Regions from separate parts of the Mus musculus genome. Here region 2 is linked to region 1. The links are chromatin contacts, called in public HiChIP or PLAC-seq maps. All regions are on one chromosome and are shown on one strand. The core of a region is the stretch at or near the end of the contact, and the rest is flanking DNA. Distances in the headings are between cores, read along the strand shown.

Region 1 (3,501 bases), core at 609-3,108:
CGAGCCCACAGCAAGATGCAGTCATAGAAGAGCCAGCAAGAACCTATGGCCATCAGGGTCCCTAACTGAGTCCTTGTCCCATGGGCTCCTTGTTCCTCCCGGTTTTCTCCCCCACTGCCTCCATCACCCGCCCCAGGAGGATGAACTCTGGGAAGAGGTACCAGGCAGCGTCATCACAGAGTGGTCCAGCCACTAATGAGAAGCAGCCCGAGGATGGCTCAGGTCACCCAGACACAAGGCAAGGCAGCAGGGCCAGGAGGCAGGCAGCCCATTGTCCCAGAGGAGATATGTCTCAGGGAAGGACAAATTCCAGTACAGCCCTGTAACTGGGTGTGCAGAGGTACCTGCAGGTGACCGGTGCCATCTGGCACCCTCAGCATCTGGCAGCTTGAGGTGTTGGTCCCTTGTCTGTGAAATTAGCTCCTGGCAGTGGGTGAGAATGAGGGACTTTGGGCTTAGACAGGGTTTTAGGAGTATCCAGGCTCCATGTAACTTAGGCCTGCTGCCCAAGTGTCCCCTCCAGAGTGCCTGTTAGACTGGCTGCTGGTGGTCTCCATAGGTCACTGGAGATGGAACTTCCTGGTCCCATAGAACTGAGATTTGTCTCAAGGAAAACCTAATAAGGTTCTTTCTTGGAGTAGACCAGTGGGGACCCCCAAGAGGTTTGCTTTTGGGGACCATTTAGTTCCTGGCACCCTTCTCTACAAAACACTTGCCTGATAGGACGTTCAGGAAGTGAGCTGGGCTTGCCAGTTAGAGACCAGGAAGAGGGAGGGCCCAGCTTTGTCTACCTGCTCCTGGAAGGTTTAAGCACCCCTAATACTCTGATGGGACCAGGGACAGCTGCCTCCCATTTTTCTCCACCAGGGGGCAAAACACAACGCAGCCATGGCCTGGAGGCTGCCTGCCAAGGTAGTTTCTCAGTGAACTGGTGGTAACTTTACTCACATAGCAGCCGCCTGGAGCCCTCTGTAGATCTGCTTCCTTGTCAGAACTTGGCTGTGTTCCCTGTGATTGCTGCCACCCCTTAAAGCCTCAGACACCACCCACTAAGACACAAGACGGCGGCTACAGGTGGCCCTCATGTGCCTGTACCTTTCCCGGGGCCAGGAGTGTCCATGTGCCACTGCTCTGTCCCCTCCCTTATTTAACTGCAGCCATCTGTGCATTGAGTGTTCCGAGTGAGCAAACAGTCAGGGTGGGGTGTTTTCACCCCCTTCACCTGGGGGGGGGTGCTCCACCTCAGGAAGGGGTTATGCAAGATGGCACTCTAGCTGCAGGGCCAACCTGTGCACCCAGCCTGGCCAGTGGGCAATGAGGTCTGATCAGCCCCCGCACTTGGGTTTTCTAAGAACCTGCCTCTGAAACACAGGAAAGCTGTAGCCTTCCCATCCTTTGGTGTAGCAGCTCATCTATTAAAGGCAAAGCCTGTCTTGAAGCTGCCCCAGTAAATGAGGGTGAAGCCTGAAGCCTCTGCCTTTGGCAGGTGTCCGTCCTGTGTTCTGTGCTCTCCACCCACGCGCCATTGCCAGAGCAGACTGCCCCTGGCTGTCTGCATCAGAGAAAGTGCCCGGGGGAGGGGGGCGTGGTAGCCTATCTGGGGTGCAGGGGCAGTACAGTGAGCTCCCGCTGACTTCTCCAGGAGCCGATGTGGGAACTGGAAGTCCTGCCGGCCTGAACGGCACCTGATCTGTAAGACAAGAGTCCTTGTGCTTGGCTTGGTTGTGTAGGCACAAGTTCTCCAAGCCTGACTGGCCAGCCAGGGCCATTGGCAAAACAAAAACTACTGAGGGGTGAGGTATATGCCAATTGCCAGGGACTGTGGTAGGGTGGGGGGTGGGTCGAGGAAAGAGGAAGAAGAGTAGAGGCTGTGGGTTGGGCCAAGCCCTCTGGGAGTGTGCTGGTCTTGGACGCAGCCAGCTGTGGACTGGCAGTGGGGCCTTAAGAAGCAGCAAACTTCATCCCTGGGGGTGAGTAGGAGTGGAGACCTTTGTAAGGACCTCTGACCTCAGCATTCAGAACCAAAGGAGGCCCAGGTATGTGCAGAGCTGGGTCAGTGACGTCACTGTGCCCTGATTTCCACAGCAACAGCTCCACATCACCTTGTGCTTAAAGAGCAGGAGTGAGCCTTCTGTGTAGGCTGGTAGGTAGCTCATCTCTAAAAGAGCCCGTGCTCGCTTTGTGACCCCGCCCGATGGGTGGCTGTCAGTCTGCTGACCGAGGCCTCACTCACTGCTGTAGCTGACCTGTGCGCAGAGCTGAAAAAGTGAAAGGCTACGCACACCGCTCACGTTTACACACGCGCTTGCCTGAGGCTCTGAGCCTCTCTGGAGAGTGCACAGGAAGCCAGCAGGGACCTCAAAAGCCAGGAACAGACTGGAGCCATCCTCCTTGAAGATGCTGCCCCTATGAAAAAAAAAAGCAAGATCTGGGAAACTCTGCTCCCCTCTGCTCCCCTTGTTTCACCTCCACCCACCAGATGCAGCTGAGGAGGAAGCACAGAGAGGAGGCTGATACAAACCAGGCTTCCCAAAACTAGCAAAACAGACATCAGTGAGCTGCGTGTGGGTGGGAGCAAACCTGCGGAGATCGGAATCAGACTCTGTAGTGAGCTTTTTTTATATGGCGCCGGGGATGGGGCCCAGGTCCTTCTTTTGTTACTCTACCACTGAGCCACACCTCCAACCCCAAAGGTGCAGTCTTAATGCAGTATGACCGCATGGTCATGCCACATTCAGAGGGGCTTGAAGCCACCAAGACCACAGTCCCTGTAGGCCGCCTGATGGGTAACCAGAACTAATTTCCCAGGGCCCTGTGCCTGGCGTTTGTGTAAAACCCCACAGCACATGGGAGCTTTTTGTAGGTCCACTCATTTCAGTTTCAAGGAGCGACTGTGCCTGAATGACCCTGACTGCAGGTGCCGGCTGGATTCTGTCTGATAAATGTCTATTTTTGTCTCCCGAGGAGGGGAGAGAGGACTGTGCCTTCAGTCTCACAGAGACAGAGCCCTCTCTGTGAAGAGACCAATCATTAGAAAAAGAGGGAAGATTGGAGCAGAACAGATGTCTTTAAACCTATAAATACCTTCCCGGGAAAGCACTCTCAACTTTGAGATCTAAATAAAAATTCCAGTATATCCTGGTCAAACTAATTGCAAATTCCTCCTTGGGGAGGGGGAAGCCATACGTTCCTGGGTGGCTCGGAAGCTCTGAGGGCCAGAGACGGCTGGCTGACATGGAGCCTGTGGCCCTCTCCTGAGGTTCTTACCTACTTGGGGGTCACGGGGATCTGCATACAGCAGCCATACTGCAATCTCGACTAACCTGTCCAGTGCAGGCCGCAGCTGGGCAGGCACCTGTCAGAGCGCCTGCATCCACAAGCTGGGAAATGAAACTCAGAACGGCTCAGGCCAGTGGGGACTGGGTCCCCTGGCCTTTTTTTTTTTTTTAATGGGGTTTAACTAGATAGTACTTACTGGAATGAGGTTAAAAGCATGCACCA
Region 2 (3,741 bases), core at 897-3,396, 2.4 Mb before region 1:
TCTCCCCAGACAAGCAGACCCAGCTAGGTTGCAGGTACTTTTCAATTGATAACTTTGGGCATGGGTGGGTTAGAGAAACGGAAGTGCTTCTATCAGAACCTTCAGCATAACCAGCAGGTCCTTGAGTGAGGACAGAATTCTTTGTGTATGAAAGGAGCAGAATGCAGAGAAGTGGTGAATATACCCTGGCTCAAGGTGCTTAGATAAGCCCATGCATTCTCCCTATGTCACAAACCATAGTGACTCCCTAGTGATTGTCCACGTTGTGCATGGTGCAAGTGTGACTGGAATACCTGAAGTTGTTAGGACAGAGCTGTGCTAGCCAAAAATGCACATAGAGGAGAATCCAGAGTTATAGGCCAACCTGGGATACACAGTGACAGACTCTGTCTCAAAAGATAGGTAATTTAGAGACTATTGCAAGGCAGCGAAGGGCGTGGGAGCAGAAGCTTGGGTTTTATTTGAAAAGAAAAGAGCTCCTTGAAGACTAGGAGCCAGTGATTGTGGGGCCACTGAGGGGCGTCGCTGCTCTGCCGATGCTGCTCGAGGCTCCCCAGGCTTCTCCAGGCTCCCTGTCCTCTCCTCCCTTCCCCTCTGCTCCACTCCCTCTTTTTTCTTTCTTTCTTTTTTTAATCTTTCAAAATGTGTCTTTGTAGCCAAGGATGACCTTGAACTTCTGATCAGGTGGTGGGGTGACCCTCGTGACCTGCATTATTCAGTTCATGCAGTCCTGAGAACTCGGCATCATGCACACTAGACAAGCACCCCACTACTGGGCTATATTCCCAACCCCCTTTCCTTTTCGTTTTCTTTTCCTTTTTCTTTGTGATACTCAAATATGGCCATGCTTGAGGGAAAGTCCTGGGGTGAGTCATGGATCCCAAAACCGAAAATTAAGTCTGTCACTTATCCATGTCTCACATAGCAAGAAATGCAGTTGCTGCAGTTATCACATGGTGACGCCAGCCTTCCTGCAACCACCATCCCTTCTCCAGCCCGCACCAAAGAATCCCTTCCTAGTGCTCTTCCTAGCAGTGTACTTGGCCCTGCAGGTTGGCACACAGGCTTCTGAAGGCTTTCATTCCGTTTCATTGTATTGAGCAGGAGCCACAGCAGCCCAGTCTCCCAGATCCACTGAAGACAGAGTGAGCAGCACCTTTGTCTTTAGCCTTTTAATACTTGCTTCTCTTCCTACATTCAGTCAGCTTTGCCATTCAGGCTCCTGAGTTTTACCAATTTGTTTTATTGTTGGTTCTCCAGCTAGCTGTGCTGGACTTACGGGTAGGCACCACTATACCTAAGTTTTATCTTTAAGAGCAGTATTTTGTGTTTTGATGTTAGTTCTCATCCAGGAGATCATGTGTCATAGTTATCTAAAGCAACCCTCTCATTGATAATAAAGTGAGATACGTAGAATTACTGTTAGTCATCAATACAATTTTATATCCCATTCCAGAAAACACAAGACGCATGGGAGTCTGTTACATGGGAGCCTCTGTTAAAGGCTCAGAGCAAGACATGGAATGCAGTGTGTGAGCTTCCTGCTCCATTCCCTCTTTCTGAATGTCGAGGCATAGCTTTTTATTTTCCTATAAGGAATTCAGTAGCTAAAGGATGGCTTGAGACAAGAGTGTCCACCTTCTTGGCATGTACATATGTTAGTAGAGATTTAAAAAAAAATCAATTGGGGGTGGTGGTGGCTAGAGAGATGTCTCAGCGGTTCTGAGGTCCTGAGTTCAATTCCCAGCACCCACATGGTGGCTCACAACCATCTGTAATGGGACCTGATGCCCTCTTCTGGTGTGTCTGAAGACAGCTACAGTGTATTCATCATACATAAAATAAATAAATAAATCTTTAAAAAAGGGGGATTCAGTTTGGCTGACCATCTCTCCCCTTGTTCTTCCTAGAATGAAATGAAGGATAGCTCCCTCCTCCTTTTTTCTTTGTGGCTCATAAGTACTTGAGTGTGTGATACAGTATGCAGTGAGTTCACTTCAGCGTCATTTACTGTTAAATCACACTTGTATTATATATTTTTCCCTCAGGCAACTAATAATTAAAAGAAGAGTAAACATTGCTGGAAGTGCTTTCAACTTCACCCAGTCTGTGCTTCTAAAAACAAAAGGCCTGTTGTCCCCACCAGCCAGCTATAGTGTCTGTGATGTCAGTGGGAGTGTGCTGTGCTAAGCCATGCTCTCATCTTCAGGTTGGCTCCTTTCCTCTAGGAAACAGGAAGGTGTATTGACTGTGACAGGCGTTACTGCTGTGTTGGTACAGAATTCTAAGCCATTCTTCATGATCGGCGCAAATCCTCAAACCCTTAGCAAAATGGCTTCCAGTTAGATGCAGCTCAGTACTTGCCTAGCATGGATGGAATCCTGGGTTTCTGGTTTACAGCACTGAATAAGCTGGGTATTATGACACATGCTTATAATCTTAGCGTTCCCAGCGAGGTTTAGGACAGCTGAGCTGCACAGAGAAAGCCTGGTTGGGGAAAGGGGTTCCTAATTCTTTCAGTACTTTCACTTTCACATCCTTGAAAATGCAAATAGAGTCTTTTATCCCTTTTCTTGATGAGCTACTTTCTGGGTGGGTGGATAGGCGGTGTGTTTGATTTTCCTGGGTCTGGGACACCTCACATCTGGGATCATTTTCTCTGTATCTGCTTAGTTCAGAATCTTGGAAAGAGCAGTGGGGTTATACTAGAAATACTTCAGTGTCACTTAACTCCGTGGTGCTAGGAAAAGGGTCCTTCAAGACTGTCTTTGCTTCAGAGATAGCTGCCTGTGAACTCTTTAATGTCTAGAAATTTCACATATTCCTTAATTTTTAGCTTTTAATTTAGAACCTGGCGTTCCTGACAGGCACAATCAATTGACCATGACAATGAATCCAGTTGGGCTGGTCAGGGCCTGTGCTTTCATCTTTAAGACCTTCTGTAGGAAACAGTCCGTTGCTGCAAATAGCACTGCGTCTGATGGCTGCTCTGGCAAGTTTCCAAAAACCTTTCTCTTGTATTCTAAATAAGTGAATGATTCTAACAGAGCAGTGAAGGCTGTCTCTTGTGAGACTATGCCGGGGCCTGGCAAACACAGAAGTGGATGCTCACAGTCAGCTATTGGATTTATAACAGGGCCCCCAATGGAGGAGCTAGAGAAAGTACCCAAGGAGCTGAAGGGATCTGCAATCCTATAGGTGGAACAACAATATGAACTAACCAATACCCCTTCAGAGCTCGTGACTCTAGCTGCATATCAATCAGAAGATGGCCTAGTCGGCCATCAGTGGAAAGAGAGGCCCATTGGTCATTGCAAACTTTATATGCCTCAGTACAGGGGAACGCCAGGGCCAAGAAGTGGGAGTGGGTGGGTAGAGGAGTAGGTGGGGGAGCGTGTGAGGGACTTTTGGGATAGCATTGGAAATGTAAACGAAATAAATACCCAATTAAAAAAAAAAAAAAAAGAACAGAGCAGTGAAGTAGAATTGTCACTGGAACACTCAGTAGGTGACTCTGCCTGCCCATGGCTCTGGTAGTTCCCAGCAGCAACTCCTGCTCATTGGAAAGACATTCAAAAACTGAACTATGTGGTCATCAACAGAACATTCACCCTGACTTCCTCACCAGAGAAACAGGAGTGCCATTCCTTCCTATTCCATCTATCCCTCCTCAGGGCTCTGGGCTCTGGAAAGAGACCAGAGAGCTTGTGGCAATCCAAGTCTCCCTGGGGGTTTTCAGGC

The links. HiChIP or PLAC-seq counts read pairs in DNA pulled down with a chosen protein or histone mark.
Region 2: a contact with region 1 is called in an H3K27ac HiChIP or PLAC-seq map of large pre-B cells, with 6 times the contacts expected there. The contact joins two enhancer-like sites. A contact is called at or near these places in 1 of 39 promoter capture datasets (the 3T3-L1 cell line) and 1 of 115 datasets of contacts at active chromatin or transcription factors (large pre-B cells).

Annotation. Positions count from the first base shown.
Region 1 is chr5:140,661,473-140,664,973 of GRCm38.p6, reverse strand. It overlaps Iqce (IQ motif containing E), which reads left to right. Exons shown (of 23, transcript NM_028833.3): 23 at 1-1,469. Among named protein-coding and RNA genes, the nearest start is that of Ttyh3, 14 kb to the right of the region's middle. Within about 2 kb of position 1,858, at least 107 of the 459 cell types and tissues checked have an H3K27ac peak or open chromatin away from gene starts, as enhancers often do.
Region 2 is chr5:143,049,191-143,052,931 of GRCm38.p6, reverse strand. All of the region lies in intron 13 of Rnf216 (ring finger protein 216), which reads left to right. Gm43380 (a long non-coding RNA gene) reads right to left here. Exons shown (of 3, transcript XR_003955828.1): 2 at 1-3,741. Among named protein-coding and RNA genes, the nearest start is that of Gm43380, 12 kb to the right of the region's middle. Within about 2 kb of position 2,146, at least 119 of the 459 cell types and tissues checked have an H3K27ac peak or open chromatin away from gene starts, as enhancers often do.